6 separate regions of the Mus musculus genome follow, and regions 2, 3, 4, 5 and 6 are each linked to region 1. A link is a contact called in public HiChIP or PLAC-seq and promoter capture Hi-C data. All regions are on one chromosome and are shown on one strand. Each heading gives the region's core, a stretch centred on a gene start, on an enhancer-like site or on the middle of the called end of the contact. The rest is flanking DNA. Distances are from core to core; before and after follow the strand shown.

Region 1 (2,884 bases), core at 212-2,711:
TCATGTGGGTTGTGGTCCCTAAAGGTTTGCGAGAACTCACAGCTGCTGTGTCTGGCTCTGCTGCCAATGGCAGGACTGTTCAAAATTCAAAGTCATATTTGGCTACACAGCAAGCTTGAGCCCAGCCTGTGCTGTATGAGATCCTGTCTTAAACAATAATTTAATTGTAGCATTTTCCAGTTTTCAGTGGTGTGAATTCTGCTAAACACCCTATTGTCCTCTTGGTGGCTTACAGCTTTTAAGTCGTTTATTGACTTTCAGTTGCAGCCAACATTTAATGAAGACTCACCCTTTTCTACCTTCTGTATTTGGAGCTTCGGGCATACTATCAAAAACAGTTCTGAGGATAGACAGGTGTGGATCAAGGAAGTACTGAAGGATTTCTTAAAAATGCAAAATTATCAACAGAGGTACGATGGCCAATGTTGATTTGGGATGAGAAAATAATCTGTTTCCAATAAAAAAGACCCCCCCGCCCCCGCGCGAGCGCCTGGTATTTAGTAGACAATACTGATTTGTAACCTTCCCCATCTACAAAATCCAACGCCCAGTGGCCTCTCCAAGTCTAGGAGGGCTCCTTAGTTTCACCATAAATTCTCTTGTTGTGGAGGGAAGGGTAGGTGTGAGCCCTGCCCATCCTTATGTGAGAAAACCTTAGCAAAGTCGCTCAACGATAGAGAATCTTAAAAATATACAGGTACTCAGAGAGGGTCGCTACTGCCATACTTCCACTAAAAAACCCTTGCCTGTAAACGGATCGCACAAGGGAGTTGAGGTGACGGGCAAAGTAACCGGCAAGAAAGATGAGACTCCAGAAGAGAGGTGAACCAGAACAAGGTGTATCGATCTAGTGGCGAAACACGCCTCGGGGCGCTTTGGTAAACTGAGGCAGGAGGTTGAGGGAATCAGTTGGATCCTAGCCCTGCTATTTAAAGCTCTGCTCTGTCCTCGCGGTGCTCCGCGTTCCCGCCAGTGCAACAAGGCGCCCGAGGTAAGGCGACTGGGGCTGTAAGGTGAAATGCGAGCCGAGGCAGGGGTGGTGGAGGAGGTGGTGTCCGACCAGAGCGATCGCGGGAGGTGACTGGGAAAACTTCCAAACTTTTAGGTTCAGGATCGGAAACGGAGCGCTCGGCCAATGGCTGCGCGATGCGCCGTCCCGCGGTGACTCGCGCGGCACCCGTAGAGTGGCGGCTGGAGAGGACGCCATGCTCCAGCGCCTCCACGCGAACCCCACGGCCACGTAGCTTGGCCTGGCTTCCTGCATCCCTCCCCACGCTTAAAGCGCCTCGGAGAAAGAAAAAGCCTTGTTTTTAAACAGAGGCGCCCGCACGCGCCGCGGGCGAACGAAGCAACATGGCCGACAGCGCGGAGGAAAAGCCGGAAGTTGGCTTGGTGGGCGGGACCCGGGGCGGTCCTCGCGTGACAGGGGCGTGGCCTGCCGTCCTGCGCTGAGTTTGCTGTCAAGTGTCTAAGGCGCTCTCTCCGGCGCCGGCAGGGGTGCTCTCCGCCTTCTTCTAGGGGCTGGACCGGACCGGCTCCGCCCCAGCCAGGTATCGCCGGTTCCCAGGTGCCCGTCGGACCTCCCGCATTCCAGTGCCGCAGGCCTGTGCAGCGGGCCAGCAGCGATGGAGGACGCCCCCGAGCGCACTCCCTCTTCCTCGGAGTCCACACAGCCTCCGGGCTTGGCCAGGGAGCCCGAGGTGGTATCTCCCGGGGATTCGGAGGGCTGCGCCCGGCCTCTAGACACGGTCCCTAAGAAACTCTGTGGGTATTTAAGTAAGTTTGGCGGCAAAGGACCCATCAAGGGCTGGAAATGCCGCTGGTTCTTCTACGATGAGAGGAAGTGCCACCTGTATTATTCGCGCACCGCGCAGGATGCAAACCCCTTGGACAGCATCGATCTCTCCAGTGCGGTCTTTGACTGTAAGGCGGACGCTGAGGAGGAGGGCACTTTTGAAATCAAGACTCCCAGCCGGGTTATTACCCTCAAGGTAAGTGGAACTCCGCACTTTACAGCTCGAGCTAGTTTTCAGGGCCAATGCATGGCCACCGCAAATTAACCCGGACGGTGATCACCATCCAGTCAGTGCCCCAGAGCCTGGAGCTGTCCCACTTAGCTTTCACACCATTTCCTTATTGCCTTCCCACAGGCAAGGGTGAGGGACTCCTTTTATGCATTAAGAAACTGATTCATAGACAAAAGGGAATGGCCCAGCCCAGGCATTTACAATGCTGTGGCTCACTTTTTGGAATCTTCCAGTGCTGTTATCAAACCTGGTATTGAAGCAGTCAGGGTACTGTGGTTGCACTCGCTGAGGCCAGGATCTGATTCATATCTTGGTGTTTTGGCCAACGGGAGGGAATGCAGACATGGGTAGGGATTAGGAAGGAAAATATGTAAGTTCACTGATGGGCCTAGATTGTTCATCCAGGCATGCCTGAACTAGTGAGTTCTTAGTAAATGCCTTTTGAATAAACACGTATGCACACACGGAGTGATGGAGCCACAGGTCAGAACCTATCTATCATGTTAAGGGGAAGTGTCCTGTTACCTGTCTGGGAAGATGGATGTGGGCTTAGGTTAGTTCTCTAGGCAGAGGAGTGCAAGGATGAAGGTCTTTCTTTCCACTGCCTGGTCTCTGTCTCCCTATGTCCTCAACCTGCAGCTGTTCAGATACTAGGATGCCGGGAGGTGTAGTTCTCCTTTCCTGGCAGTGTGGCCAGTTGGCTAGGCTGGAATCCAATTTTTAAACAAGAAAGGACATTTTAGAGGTCATGTGGGCTTAGGTCTTGTGTTCCTTCCACAAGACAAGTGCTGTTGGTCAGGGTCCCTCAGCACATGATTTATTTATTTATTTTTATTTTTTTGGTTAGTCCATACATA
Region 2 (2,723 bases), core at 97-2,596, 440 kb before region 1:
TTAAATCTGTTAAACTCTCCCTGATGGAGGAAGGGGCACAGCAGACCGCATCTCATCCTCTCGCAGGTCAGTGTTGCCTATGCCCTCTGAGTCCATTTCCAAACTGGAAAAAAAAAGAACTGTCAAGGCCTGGAGAGTAGAATGTGGCAAGCGCCTGATAATCACACCAGGCTGGCCCTGTGGCTCTAACCAGGACCCCTTTCTGAGTTCTGTTTTCCAGGCAATCTACCGAGCTCAAGTGGGAACTAAAAGTTCTGTAACAAATTTAAAGGGTGGAGGCGTCTGGGAGACTGAGGGTAAAGGTGGCAGCAGCAGCTGCTGCGGGTGTTTGCTTCCTTGTCTCTCACCTGTTGAAAAGCCAGCAGCTTCAACAGGAACTAGGCTCTGACTACACAGGATCTGCCCTGCACCACCTACAAGAGTGTGCTCGGCTGGACTCAAGAGTCACAGGCGCCCTTCCCACAAACCTCTTCTTCCCACCGCCCTCCACCCAAAGCTAGGACTTCAACAGCCAGAGAGAAAGGGAGGCGGCTCCGGGCCTCGGGCACGGCCATTGGGCATCTCGATGGCTCTGCTCTATCCCTGGGCAACAGCACACCCACACCAATGAATGGGGTCAGCCCTGTGCTAGTCGCCGTCAGCTCTCCGGAGTCACAGCCACACCCACAGTCCTAACTGCCCCCACAGGCACGAAGTAGGGGTCTCTTCAGTGTGTTTAACTCGAATCTCACCCTGTCCCGACAGAATGACAACTTTGAGGTGTCTGATTCAAGGGACCACTCAGTTACCAGTTTGACTTTCTTAGGTTCGTTCTGATTTTTTTTTTTAACTTTCCCGCCTCTTCGCCCTCTAGATACGCCCCACCACCACCCCCGCTCTGCACCACCTCCTCCCGAGAAGGATGCTGCGTCCCACGCGCCAGTGCTCCGCGACTACTCACAGAGGGTTCCAGCGCTCGGGCAGTCGGCGGTGCAGCGAGATACGGTCGCTCAGATAGATGTTGATCTGGTGCTGCTTCACGCTCTCCTCCTGCAGCCGCAGCTCCTCGCCCTGCAGCTGCAGCCGCACCGCCTCCCCATGCGCTCCCAGAGCATCGGCGGGCAGCGGCGGCCTGGGCAGCACTGGCTCGTGACGCCCGGGGAGAGGAGTCCGCGGGGGTCCCGGGTCCACCGTCCCCGACCTGCTTCGAGCCCGCAGCAGCGCGCCCAGCCCTGCCAGGGCCAGCAGTGCCAGCAACGCCTCCCGGCCGCGCCGCAGCCCCCGCGGGCAGCGCCTCCTCACCGCACGCCCCCACATGCACCCGCTAGCTGCACCCCGCGGCCTCGGGCCGAGGCTGGACCCGGATCCCGGAACCGCGGTCGCCCCGCCCCCGGCCCGCCCCACCTGCGCCCCGCCCTCTTCCTGGCTGCTGCCTCCCGCGCCCACCTGCCTGTGCCCACATGAGAGAGCAGAGAGCTTGGCGACCCTTGCGGCGTGAGTGTGGGCTGAGCACAGCGCTCTGGGCGCTATGGGGACCCTTCCTTGAACTTACGTGACACTAGCACTATCCCGGATGGAAGGTCCTTAACCTTAGCCACTACGTGTTCAGGATGTGCTGGCCAAGACTCATGAAAGCTGCAGGCGGCTCTGTGCGGTACTCAGTGGCGCCTAGAATAACTAACTGGAGCCCATGGTTTTCCAAGCTATGTTTTTCAGTCTTTGCTTTAGGGACACCTACACTCCGCAGGCCCATCACACACACACACACACACACACACACACACACACACACACACACCATCCTTTCCTGTAATGTATCAGGTTTGGCTCAGGGCTTATAGGAGAAAAGGGGAGCCACGGGGCCCTTGCTTCGAAGCTTGAAGGACAGAGTTCCATCCATCCCCACATGGTGAAAGGAGGACTCCCTCAAGTTGTCCTCCAACCCCCACGTGTGATATAGACACTTGTGTATACATACATGCATACAGATAAAAGTTTTAAATTTAAAGTTTAAATCAAAAATGTGTTGCTGTATCATAGTCGGAATCTCAAGTAACCCAGGCTGGCCTCCTTTCCTGAGTCCTAGAATTACAGGTCAGTGGTACCAAGCCTAGCTAAATAGTGTCTCCAGCCCCAGCCCCTGATGTTGACTGAAATATGGTCTCACTCTGTAGTCCTGGTTGACTCTAAACTTTCTACATAGCCCAGGCTGGCCTCTAACTTTTAGGAATAAAATGTCTTCAGTAATTTACACAAACTGCCACTTTTACCTTTAGTTGTGGGGGGAGGAAGGAGCCAAGCTAGGCTGGTGCCTTTGCAAATTCTGTTCCTGCACCCACTTGCCTTGCCCCACCTTACCAACTCTTCCTGAAGCCTTCAGCCACTGCAGCGTTTTCAGGATGGCTTATTATTATTATTAATTTTGCCACTAATAGCACATTTTCACGGCAGAAGTTTTTGTGTAATTCTGGGTGTATATGTATATAAAACCAGTATATAAATCAACCACTTACTTATAGTAAGTCATAAAGAAACTCATTTTAAAACAATCTTTAAAATACATATAATTTTACTATTAATAAAAGAAAGCCGTTTACATGTTAAGATGGATGGACTTGCTTATTTTTATATAAAGACTTAAATTAAGGCTAAGCATTTGATACTACAGGACACAAACCATCGTCATAATTTTCAGAGTTGATTGATAATTTCATTTTAAAAATCCCAATGCTGGGAGTGCCATT
Region 3 (2,700 bases), core at 121-2,620, 310 kb after region 1:
CATAGGCGGCGGGGTTGACCGGCCGCGCTCCGGTGCACACCGCCGGCTGGAAGCTCCCGGTGCCCGCCGCGCCCGCCGCAGCCGCGAAGGCGCACGAGCCGCCGGCCGCTGACGGCGCGGGGCCCAGATCGGGGCTGAGCGGCCGCTCGGGAACCAAGCCGAAGACCCGGCAGGGCCCCGGCGACGCGGCGGGGTAGTAGACCGGCGGAGGCGCGGCGAGTGGCGGCGCGTAGCCCGCATAGACGGCGCCCGGGTAAGCCGGCCTTGCGGCAGGCACGGCGCCCGGGAAGATGGCGGCAGCGGCAGCGGCGGCGGCAGCGGCTGCATCGTGCATGTAGGCCGGGTAGGTGGACAGGTCCGAGCGCTTGAAGCGCTTGCGGCGGCGCAGGAAGCTGCCGCTTTCGAACATGTCCTCGGCGTTGGGGTCGAGCGCCCAGTAATTGCCCTTGCCCGGGCGGCCCGCCTCGCGCGGGATCTTGAGGAAGCAGTCGTTGAGGGTGAGGTTGTGGCGGATGCTGTTCTGCCACTTCTTGGGGTTGTCGCGGTAGAACGGGAAGCGCTCGGTGATGAACTTGTAGATGCCGCCCAGAGTCAGGCGGCGCTCGGGCGCGTGCGCGATGGCCATAGCGATGAGCGCGATGTAGCTGTAGGGCGGCTTCCCCCGCTGCAGGGGGCGCTTGCGTCGCCGTCCTCCCGCGCCGCGACCCGCAGCCTCCGCCGGGACCCCCGCGCCCGCCGCCGCCGCCTCACCGCGCTCTTCCTTCACGGCCGCCAGCGTCTCGGGCTGCGGCGGGGGAGGCGGCGCGCTCTCGGCCGTCATGGCGCCGCGGTCCCTCCCCCCCGTACCCCCCGTCGTCTTCAGCTGTAGACGACCGCTCTGGCCGCAATCCCGATCCCACGGGAGCCGACGCCGGGGCTTTGCAGCGGGCACCGAGAGCGCTGAGGGCAGGGAACTTCGGGGTCTGGAGCGCTGAGTCCACCGACGGCTCCTGTGGGGCACCGGCCAGAGGATCCTTGGCGCTCTGGTGCCAGGCGATCAAGGGGTCCGGACGTGGCTCGAAGGCCGGGGTGGCGGCAGCTGTTTGGGAGTCCCTGCGGGTCTGAGGATGACCGTCGAGGCGGTGCGCGTAGAGGAGGCTGCAGGCTGGGGTCTCGTGCCAGGGCCTTCAGTGGGGGCACCGTACACCCCTGCAGGGGCCGCCCATGCCGCACCCCTACGGTGGAAGGTACAACCCAAGCGGAGGGCAGAGAGGCGAGACGGGCGAGCGGGCCGGGCCAGGTGGCGAGCAAGTGCTCCGTTCTGCGGCTCTGAACTCCAGCACGGAGTCCGGCCGGCGAGGCGCTCTCCTGCACACACCTGGGCCAGCTCCTCCCTCCGCTGGCTTCTCCTCCTTAAAGGCGCCAGCAAACGCGGGGCGTAGCCGCTTCCCTGCCCGCCCCCCCCCACTCCCCCCTTCCCCACCCCCGCGACGGGCACACCTCCCCAGGTAGCGGCTGGAGTCCCAAAACGTCAGAGCGGGGAGGGCGCCTGGAGATTCGGGGGCTGGCCCCCTCTGCGCGCCAAGCGGGAGACTGAGACTCCAGGAGCTCGGCCCAGCGCTCCTGAATCGGTCTTTGCGGAAAAGTTGTGTCTCACGTGGAAAGAGGGCTCATGGCATTTTCTTGTTCAGAGAGGGTAAGAACTGGACTAAAGTGGGGCGCGTTTAATTCTTGGGATGCCTTCCAAATCCAGGTTTAGGCTACCTGGCCCAATCTCTGGTGCAATTCATTTTCAGACAAGGATTCCCAGGTCTACAGCAACTTTGCTGCCCTCCGGTGCCTGCAGCCTGCGTCTGTTTTAGAGTAAGCTTTTCAGTTCGTGGTGAGGTAGTGCCACAGGGAGTCGCTTTACCAGGTTCCTGGTCTGTCCCGAAGTTTTGTATCTCAAGAGGTGTTTAGGGAAAGCCTCCTCGCCGCATCAGGGTCCTTAGGTGGCTTGGGACCCTTTTCTATATGCAGGAGAATGCCTGGTTAGCGAAGACTTGGCTCCTGCTGTCTGCAGTCGCCGCCTCTCAACCCCTCCACTACCACGGGGCCAGAGAGGGCCAGCCGCCTCTAGAGGTCTGAGTGAAGACTTGGGAGAGGATGCTGCAGTCAGTGCACAACTCTACTGGTGTATGCGTGTGTGTGCGTGCGTGCGTGCGCGCGCGCGCGCGCGCGCGTGTGTGTGTGTGTGTGTGTGTGTGTGTGTGTGTGTGTAGACTGTTCCAAAATGTCCGATTTCTGCCTTCCTCTGGCAGGATTCGGTGCTAGAGAGGGACTCCCAGCGGCGCAGCCCCACCTGCCTGGTTCGCTTTCTGGCCACTTTTGGAACTGGTTACGTTAGATTCCCAACTCAGGAATCTAAGATTTGGTTCTTAAGATCCTCACGGTGAAGCCAGTACCTTTCCTGAGCATGGGAATTGTGTAAGGAGCCGGACTGGAAAGAGACACACTGTGGAGGGTTCAGGTCTAACGTGGGTGGCCCAGCCTTCTGGTTTTATTGCGTTCTTCTTCAGTGAGCACTGGGTGGCTGCCTTTGAAAGAAAGAGGCAGAGAGCACAGATCCTCTCTCCTGCAGTCGACCTTGCTTGAAGACCTTCCCCAGCTCCTTGAATGCAGAGGGGCTTCCTGCTTGCTGCGGCCCCTCGCTCCTAAAGAAGCCAGGGGAAGCTAGATTTC
Region 4 (2,700 bases), core at 109-2,608, 420 kb before region 1:
GGGGCAGATAACAGGGCCTTTTTCAAGGCTTTGAAGGCCCTTGCTGAGTCTCAGTCCATTCTAAAGGCTGCATACCCCCAGTGCTGGCATAGAGGGGCTTGGCTAACTCAGCAAATCCCATTAACCATAGCCAGCAATTTTCAACCACTCCCAGAAATTCCCACACTTGTCCCCCGCGCCCCCCCCCCCAATGTGGAAACAGGGATTATTTGTAGGACAGCTGAAACATGGTGGTGAGAAAGCATCTGCTTTCCTTCCTCCAAGTGTCACCTAGGCATGTGATCTGAGGGACACTCCATGGATGATACTCTGTACGCCAGGGCTTGGGGGGCTTCCAAAAGGCCTTCTGTGACCTGTTCTCACTCCTCCTCAGGGCAGGGGGTTTTGTGCTTAATTTCGTCTAAACTCCAACAGATCTACTTCTTGGGACCCCATCAGATGATGCTGGCGAGTCCCTGAACCCCTTCTCCTGGTCTATCCCCCCCCCATTTCCTCTTGTGTCTGTTTCACCAAGGGCACCAATGACAGAACAAGTGAATTTCTTTCCCTGTCTGTCTGCTGCTGAATCTCGGCTGTTGTAAACTTTATGAGCAATTTCCAGAAGTTGAGACCTACTCATGCCTTCAGATCCGTCTGATTTCTGGAGCTTTCTTGTCATGTCTGGGGCTGACTGCTTGACAAAGGCAATATTAGTGGCTCACTGTCTTAGGGTGTGGACATCTGGGTTTACGGGAGTAAATATCTGATAATGTCGCATAAAGCCTTTCCAGAAAGCTGGTGGGCAATCCCTTAGGTCCTTGAGTAAGCTGACCTACCTCGGGTGAGCTGATAGGTTTTCTGACTGTCTCTTTTCATCCTCCCAATATTTGATGGAAAAGTGCCCAGTACCCTCATACCTTAAAGTAGTTTCCAACAGGCTGGTAAGGGGCTGTGGCTTCACTAAAGAAAAAAAAGGATTTTGAATCTTCCATTTTTACAAGTTACTGGTAGAGAAGGGGACATGAACTAATAAACCTTGAACAAGGAAGGAATTAATTATTTTTTTGCACACACACACACACACACACACACACAGAGCAGCTCTGTGACATCAAGGGAACTACTTCCCCCTCCCAGGCCCAACCAACCTCAAGTAGGCAGGGGAGGAGAAGAGAGTACAGGTAATTTCCTCCTTCCTGCCACAGGGCTGGAAGAACAGGTAGAGGTTTCAGGTTTCTCTGGGCGTCCTCAGGTCAAAAGGATTTGGGTCCCCCCAAAAAGAGGCCACAGGTCTTAAGCCTGGGTGGCAGTGGTGTAGATCCATTGTGTCAATAGTCTGACAGCCAAAGGGAGGGGCTGGAACTAGCTAATTGTACTCAGTGCAGCCACTTTCCCGAGTGAGTCATCTCCCAGCCCCAGAAAGCCTTCACAGAGGTAGGGAGTGCAGCCCCACACTCTGATGGCAAGAGGAACTGGGCTGGGCAGGCAGTTTGGTCAGAGTGGGGGTATGAGGTGAGGAGTTGGGGGGGGGGTGAGTGGCGCTCTGTTGACCATTAAGTTCTAAAGCTCTAGCTGGTGCCTGAGAATCTTTTCCATTTGAAGGTAGTTTTGCATCTCATCCTGAAGAGACAGTCCCCCGCAGGAATCCCTGCCTCAGGAACCTGAGAGAAGCTGGAGAGATGAAATAGAAACAGCAGAGAAAGACGCTTCTTTCATATTCCCAGACCCAGAATCTAAATGTCTGAAGAGATGGTGGGTGTGAGGTTTGGAAATGGTTTGTTATACAATAGCGAATCGGAACAAATGAGATGTTTTAAGCTACGTTTTCACCGCCAGGAAAAACTTCCTATCTGCTCTGCTCCTGGCACCATGCTAGGGTCTAAGCACATGCTAAGAAGCAAATGTCAGAGTCTCAGAGTGACACAACCTTAGGAAGCACTGGTGTCACCACAGTGTGCCATGGCAGCAGAAGGAGGAGGCTGGTGAACTGAACCTAACTGCAGTTTGTACAGGTGAGGCCTCTTGCTTACAGGGAGATGGAGTGCCTCTCTGTCTGTCTTTTTTCTTTTCTTTTTTTAAAGATTTATTTATTTATTATGTGTAAGTACACTGTAGCTGTCTTCAGACCTACCAGAAGAGGGCATCAGATCTCATTACAGATGGCTATGAGCCACCATGTGGTTGTGGGATTTGAACTCAGGACCTCTGGAAAAGCAGTCAGTGCTCTTAACCGCTGAGCCATCTCTCCAGCCCTCTGTCTTTTTATCTCCCTGCCTTCCTCTCCATCCCTCTTCCCCCCCACTCCTCTCTCTCTCTCTCTCTCTCTCTGTGTGTGTGTGTGTGTGTGAGTGTGTGTGTGTCTGTGTGTGTGTGTGTCTGTGTGTGTGTCTGTGTGTGTGTGAGCAATCCTCCAGCCTCAGCTTCCTGAGTGAGCCACCACATTCATCTTGATGATGATGCTTTGAATACACGACTTTAAGTGGGAGGCAAATACACATCTCAAAGGGACAGGGGAAGGATTCGGGCCTGTGAAGCCTTTTTGCAGTGAACACTGAGACAAGTCTTGCTGAGGACCTGGGTCATTGTGGCTTCAGAACCACACACTAGGCAGATACAGGTCAAGGTGCTTGCTCCTCGGTTTATCCCAGGGGTTACCTGTTGGACACTCTGCCAATGCTGGCTTGAGTTATTTAACTTTGGAGGAGACAGGGAGACAAAGCG
Region 5 (2,700 bases), core at 6-2,505, 380 kb before region 1:
GACACCTGTACAGTGCTTTCCTGTGACCCACGTGCAGAGTTGGGATGTCAGGGGTTGGCACTGCAGTCATGGCCACTCCTGAACTTCCTGCAGAGGTCTGACTGCTTCTGCAGGCCCCTTGTTCACTCACCTTTTCTCCGTGGCAGGGGTGGGAGGTGGGGGATGGGGAGCTGGAAGGGGCTCAGGTGCACACTTGCTTGTGGTCCCTGCTGTTCTCTGTTGACAGTGGAGGGTTAACCCCAGGGCCAGGAGCAGCCTGCTGCATTAACCCACAGCTCACTGAGCTACCTCTCACGGTCCTCAGCTCTAGGTCTGCGCCTTAGCAGATGTGTGAGAAATAGTCCGGTTCTGCCCGGATACTGCTGTCTCCACAGCTTTCTTATCCCAACTCCCTTGCACAGCAAAACCTCATCCTTTAAGTTCCTTTTATAATTTAGTTCCAGCAGCTTCTCCCCGACACATTGGGTTTATTTCTGTTACGTTCAGAATTATTTATACGAAGGACCTGTATAATTAAGTTTATTTTAGAGTTCAGCTATAGACTCCTCCAATATCTTGATTCATTTTCTTTATAAGATATAAAAAGTTATATAATTAGTATATTTCTCTTTTCACGTTTTCCACTTGGCCACTCACAGCTACCCATTAAAATAAGTCTACTAGCTGAGGGCTTCTGAAATAGTTTTCTTCTTTGTTGTCTAAAATGTTCTATTCTGAGGGTTTCATTAACCGTACTAAGTATCATTTAGTGTTCTGCCACTGATGTTGGAAACAGGCATGTAAGCTGTTAACTGTTACCACACTACTGTGTGTGTCAACTGTAACAACATGCAGGTATATCCTGATGAGAAGAGGTTAGCTGCCAAAAGATGTGTCCCAGAGACAGTCGGTGGAGAATGACCCCGTCCCGGGGTCTCCAGACGCTTGGTATAGAGGTGACTCTCCAGGCCTTCCTGCTGCCCTGACCCTCAGGGTAGGGTCTGGGGAATCAGTTCCTGCCCCCAGAGAGTCCAGCTTAGCCACCACTCTTAGAAACCACTGCCCCAATCAGAGGACAGTGAAATGGCCTCTCTGTTGTGGGCTCTAGGAGTAAGAAGACACAAAGTGCTTTTCAATGGCTCCCCTAGGAAGAATAGAAATTAGTCTTCAAAACTAGAGCCTCCTGGATCTGCATTTTGTCCTTCGTTTTAAAGCAGGAAGCTCACTGCTGTGGTGAGGTAATGCATGGGGCTGGCTTCTGACTTGTTCACCAATCATGGAAGCCTGAACCATTGGGAAAGCAGCAAGGGTGACTGAGAGCCAGGCACTCCCTCTGCATCTCTGTAGGAGAGCTCAGCTCCCTCTGTACCCAGAGCTAGGGCTCCGTGTGCTCACTCCAAACCTTCGGTCAGCAGCTGGATCAGAGTTCCTTTCCCGACCCATGGTTAGTTCTTTTTGTTTGAATTTTTTCAGTCATTTGAGGTTTTTCCAGGAAATTTCCTGTTACCGAGGCGTAGCTCAGCTCTGCTGTAGTCGTTCTGTTTCCTCCTATCTGTAAGTGTGTCAAGGTCTCTTTTATGCCCTTGAGTATGAGCAACCCATCCCCACTTAAGAAAAGCATGTGTTCTCTTGCGGCCTCTGGGAAGGGGGCTCTGTGAATGTCACTCTGGTGTGGTTGGCGGGTGGTGTGGTCCATGTGTTCTTGATTTGCTGACTCCACCAGCCACTTAGAAGTGTGGTAACATCTGTAACTTGACAGAGGGTCAGGTCATTTCTCTTTCCAAAGCTGTCACTTTCTTCCTTACTTAAAGTTCCACACATATTTGGGACTGTTACAGGGCTTTGTTTGTTTGTTTATTTGTTTTGTTTTGAGACAGGAGCTCACTATGTAAACCAGACTGGCCTCAAACTCACAGAGATACTTTTGCCTCTGCCTCTCTGGTGCTAAAATTAAAGATGTGCAGAACCGTGCCTGGTGATTATTGTATCTTAATGACCCTGTATTTTGCTATATGTTTTCTCTATCCCCTAAAATTGGGAGCAAGGTGGATTTTTATGATCCTGCAAGAAAGAATGTAGCCCCGGTAGTCCTCATAAACTCTAGAATCTTCCACACAGTTAAGTACAGTGATGGATGAAAAGGAAACCCCTTCTAACTGATGGGCTCATTATGCCAGTTAGATTCAGCATTATAAAATCAGTGACTGTGGCACACCGTGTAACAAACGAAGGAAGAAATGCAGACAAAACACATAGCATTCAGAATCTAGGGGCTGGAGAGATGGCTCAGTGAGTGGTTAAATACACTGGCTGATCTCCCAGAGGACCCAGGTTTGATTCTCAGCACCCACGTGGTGACTCACAGCATCTGTAACTCCAGTCTCAGGGGAGCTGACACCCTCTTCCCGCTTTCTAGGACACTAGCATGTTTGTGGTGCACAGAAGCTAAAACACAAAGCAGCTATGGAAGGGATTCCTGAGTTAGGTGTAAAATTGGTATAGCAGGATCATAGTTGCTGGTAAAGACTAAGCGCCCTCCTGCTGGGGATGCAGGATGCTGTTATACAGAGGGTGCCTACAGCTACAGCCTGTGCTAGAGACTATGGTCAGTGGCACAGAGGGCAGGAACCTAGCTCTGCCCTTAGACAGCATGCCTGTCCATATAGAAGACAATAAGGAGTCCTCAAATGCTCATGGGTAATAAACAAGTTTAGCAAGGTC
Region 6 (2,700 bases), core at 97-2,596, 410 kb before region 1:
CCAATGCTGTAATTAAAGGCATGCACCACCATAGCTGACATATTTATTTATTGTGTGTGTGCCTGTGCATGCCATACAACAAATGTGGAAGTCAGGGGACACTTTCAATAACTGTCCTCAGACCTAACAGTTACGCTGTTATCATGACACACTGTTGGGACATGTAACAGCCTTGCCTTGTATGTCTGGCTTCTTGCTGGGTTTGGGCGGGCACTACTAACCATCTAGGGAAACCAGTTGTCTCTTCCTATGGAAGTGTCCATGCTGTAAGGACACATATGCTGTGAACTGCGTCTTGCTTTCTGCTTAATTAGCTTCTTTTCCCCAAAATGTCCTCATGGCTTACTCTCTTCCTTAAGGTTTTTGCAAGTGTTATATTTTCAGTAATTCTCTTGTTGGCTCAATTATGAAACAATGCTCCACCTTCTACCCGATTTTGCTTGGATTCATGTTCCGTTTACTGTGTCAACAGCACTCAACTACCATTCAGCAGCCAAGTTTATTACCACAGCATATCTTTATAGCCTGTATGGGTGGGTCAGATCCTAGAAGGCAGAGATGCTATCTTGCAAACGTTCGCGGCACGAAGAGCTGTGCCTGGCACTAACAGGCATCCAATACATACTTGTTGAGTCCGGAAAGAGAGATGAACTTGATGTCAGAAGACCTGAGTCCTAGCCACAGCAGCGCCTGCAGATCTGTGCAGACTATAGCAACATACAACCTTCCCGGTCACTCGTCTACTGTAGATTGGAATAATCATCTGAAACTCTAGGGTGGCTACAAGGACTGCCCTGGGGACCAGTCGGTGGTTCCTACTGTTTGTGTGATATACAGGAGGGCTTGGGACCAGAACAGTTGCTGGTCCCACACTGAGTTTCCGACAGTGGGTCTGGGGTGTGGCTAGAAAAATCTCTATCTGTAACATGTAAGTTACTGCGGTAGTGGTGACCCCCCCCCCCCCCTGTCAAAAACAAGAGATAGATGGGCGGGTAGCTTGACACAGATGAAGAACTCAGCACTGCAGGGCTGCTCCGGCAAACGACGGGGCTGACCCATTCGTCCCGATTCAGCCTGCGACTGTTTAGGGAGCGCTAGTGAAATGCGGGCCGGTCTGGGGTCGGTAGAGATGCGAGATGAGTTCTAAGCTAGGCCCAGAGGTCGGATTCAGTAGGAACGAACAGGAAGACTGAAGAGTGACCGCACAGTCACAGGCCCACCCTCCAAGGCGGGAGGCGGGCCCTGCGCGCGCGTACCCATCAGGCGCGACCCCGGAGGCGCGCGCGCACCCAGGGGGCGGGCCTGCGGACGGCGGGCACGCGCGCGGCCCCGGGGTGGGAGCGGGCGGCGGCGCGGAGCGGGCGGTCAGCGATGGGCGAGGGCGCGCTGGCCCCCGGCCTGCAGCTGCTGCTCCGCGCCTGCGAGCAGGGTGACACCGACACGGCGCGGCGCCTGCTGGAGCCAGGCGCGGACCCGGTCGCGGGGCCCGAGGCGGGAGCGGAGCCGGCAGGGCCCGAGGCGGTCCGGGCAGCGGAGGCCGGGGCGCCGGTGCCGGTGGACTGTTCCGATGAGGCGGGCAACTCGGCGCTGCAGCTGGCGGCGGCCGGTGGCCACGAGCCACTCGTAAGGTTCCTGCTGCGCCGCGGAGCCTCGGTCAACAGCCGCAACCACTACGGCTGGAGCGCGCTCATGCAGGCGGCCAGGTGAGCGGGGACCGGGAAGGAGAGAGTCCGGGACTCGTGAGAGTGCGAATGGCAGACTTGGAGCTTTGCCTTTTGGTCATCTGTATGATGGAAATAAAAGGGCGGTTTCAGAAACACAAGATTAGGGATGTTAGAAACTTTGGCTTCTGAACAGTGTGGAGGCTGCGGAGTGCATCTTCTAGACGTTCATTCATTCCGTTTTGCATCAAGGGTCTCCTAAGAATCTGTCTACTCACCCTGGCTTTGGGGGTTGACCGAATAGATAACTGGGATCCAATTAAGTCCCTATTTTGGGGATATGAGTGGGGTGGGTGGGTAAATAAAGTAGCATTCTTGATCTGGAAGGTCTGACAGTAGTAGCTGACCCAGTTGGAGGAATAGAGGCGATTTTTAGTGGAAATGAGGTGTTAAGACTCGAGGATTTGTAAGAGTTATCCAGGACCGGAAAACGAGGAAGCGAGGGAGAACAAGCACACTGCAGACACATAGTGATGAAAGGTGGTCAGACAACTGGGAGGATGCTGCGACCCAGAGGGGGCTGGAGACAAGCCCACCATTGGAGGAAGAAAGTAGGTGCCAGATTGGGGCTGAACAGAAACCCACAATCTAAGGATGATCAGGAGTGTGGAAGGCACAGGGCACTGTGACCGGAACAGACTTTTGTTTCGGGTAAGTTACATTCAGCACCTGTGAGAATAGGCAGAGAGATGGGCCAGAGTCAGGAAGGCTGGCTAGGAAGACAGCAGCCAAGGAAGAGACAATTAGTGGCCTGGATAAACCTGAAGTTGATCCTCGTGGTTGTGTGACCCTGCGAAGGGGTTGGGAGAGGCAGCAAAATCCATCTCTAGATTTCTGACTCGTATAAATATACTGAGCTGTAAAAAAACAAGAAAAGAGACAATGCTTGTTTTGTTTTTAGATTTGTTTTTATTTTATGTGTATGAGCGCCTGTGTATATGTGCACCACATGTGTGCCTGGTGTCTGAGGGAAGCCAGA

The links. HiChIP or PLAC-seq counts read pairs in DNA pulled down with a chosen protein or histone mark. Capture Hi-C pulls out chosen DNA fragments and counts their contacts.
Region 2: a promoter capture Hi-C map of adipose tissue shows a contact between it and region 1. The contact joins the promoter of Galnt12 here to the promoter of Tbc1d2 in region 1. A contact is called at or near these places in 4 of 39 promoter capture datasets (the 3T3-L1 cell line, hippocampal neurons, liver and 1 more), 4 of 115 datasets of contacts at active chromatin or transcription factors (acute myeloid leukemia, bone marrow-derived macrophages, embryonic forebrain and 1 more) and 1 of 9 other capture datasets (adipose tissue).
Region 3: a contact with region 1 is called in an H3K4me3 HiChIP or PLAC-seq map of embryonic stem cells, with 11 read pairs. The contact joins the promoter of Foxe1 here to the promoter of Tbc1d2 in region 1. A contact is called at or near these places in 1 of 39 promoter capture datasets (cranial neural crest) and 2 of 115 datasets of contacts at active chromatin or transcription factors (embryonic stem cells and large pre-B cells).
Region 4: a contact with region 1 is called in an H3K4me3 HiChIP or PLAC-seq map of bone marrow-derived macrophages, with 4 times the contacts expected there. The contact joins the enhancer-like site here to the promoter of Tbc1d2 in region 1. A contact is called at or near these places in 5 of 115 datasets of contacts at active chromatin or transcription factors (acute myeloid leukemia, bone marrow-derived macrophages, epiblast stem cells and 2 more).
Region 5: a contact with region 1 is called in an H3K4me3 HiChIP or PLAC-seq map of craniofacial prominence, with 5 times the contacts expected there. The contact joins the enhancer-like site here to the promoter of Tbc1d2 in region 1. A contact is called at or near these places in 8 of 39 promoter capture datasets (the 3T3-L1 cell line, 3T3-L1-derived adipocytes, the C10 cell line and 4 more), 1 of 15 datasets of contacts at CTCF or cohesin (hippocampal excitatory neurons), 2 of 484 Hi-C or Micro-C datasets (bone marrow-derived macrophages and cerebral cortex), 26 of 115 datasets of contacts at active chromatin or transcription factors (T-cell acute lymphoblastic leukemia, bone marrow-derived macrophages, craniofacial prominence and 18 more) and 2 of 9 other capture datasets (adipose tissue and liver).
Region 6: a contact with region 1 is called in an H3K4me3 HiChIP or PLAC-seq map of forebrain, with 5 times the contacts expected there. The contact joins the promoter of Anks6 here to the promoter of Tbc1d2 in region 1. A contact is called at or near these places in 16 of 39 promoter capture datasets (the 3T3-L1 cell line, 3T3-L1-derived adipocytes, the C10 cell line and 11 more), 1 of 484 Hi-C or Micro-C datasets (bone marrow-derived macrophages), 15 of 115 datasets of contacts at active chromatin or transcription factors (bone marrow-derived macrophages, cardiomyocytes, craniofacial prominence and 10 more) and 3 of 9 other capture datasets (adipose tissue, liver and macrophages).

What each region holds. Positions count from the first base shown.
Region 1 is chr4:46,648,776-46,651,659 of GRCm38.p6, reverse strand. It overlaps Tbc1d2 (TBC1 domain family, member 2), which reads left to right and starts at 1,461. Exons shown (of 13, transcript NM_198664.3): 1 at 1,461-1,991. The coding sequence starts at 1,626.
Region 2 is chr4:47,090,546-47,093,268 of GRCm38.p6, reverse strand. It overlaps Galnt12 (polypeptide N-acetylgalactosaminyltransferase 12), which reads right to left and starts at 1,346. Exons shown (of 10, transcript NM_172693.4): 1 at 941-1,346. The coding sequence starts at 1,296.
Region 3 is chr4:46,342,314-46,345,013 of GRCm38.p6, reverse strand. Foxe1 (forkhead box E1) reads right to left here and starts at 1,370. Exons shown (of 1, transcript NM_183298.2): 1 at 1-1,370. The coding sequence starts at 820. It overlaps Gm12446 (predicted gene 12446), which reads left to right and starts at 1,533. Exons shown (of 6, transcript NR_165272.1): 1 at 1,533-1,675.
Region 4 is chr4:47,073,814-47,076,513 of GRCm38.p6, reverse strand. No RefSeq gene overlaps it. Among named protein-coding and RNA genes, the nearest start is that of Galnt12, 17 kb to the left of the region's middle. Within about 2 kb of position 1,358, at least 23 of the 459 cell types and tissues checked have an H3K27ac peak or open chromatin away from gene starts, as enhancers often do. A contact at or near this core is called in bone marrow-derived macrophages and pancreatic cancer cells, where this site is marked.
Region 5 is chr4:47,027,941-47,030,640 of GRCm38.p6, reverse strand. All of the region lies in intron 11 of Anks6 (ankyrin repeat and sterile alpha motif domain containing 6), which reads left to right. Among named protein-coding and RNA genes, the nearest start is that of Anks6, 28 kb to the left of the region's middle. Within about 2 kb of position 1,255, at least 9 of the 459 cell types and tissues checked have an H3K27ac peak or open chromatin away from gene starts, as enhancers often do. A contact at or near this core is called in craniofacial prominence, where this site is marked.
Region 6 is chr4:47,055,952-47,058,651 of GRCm38.p6, reverse strand. It overlaps Anks6 (ankyrin repeat and sterile alpha motif domain containing 6), which reads left to right and starts at 1,346. Exons shown (of 16, transcript NM_001356426.1): 1 at 1,346-1,703. The coding sequence starts at 1,372.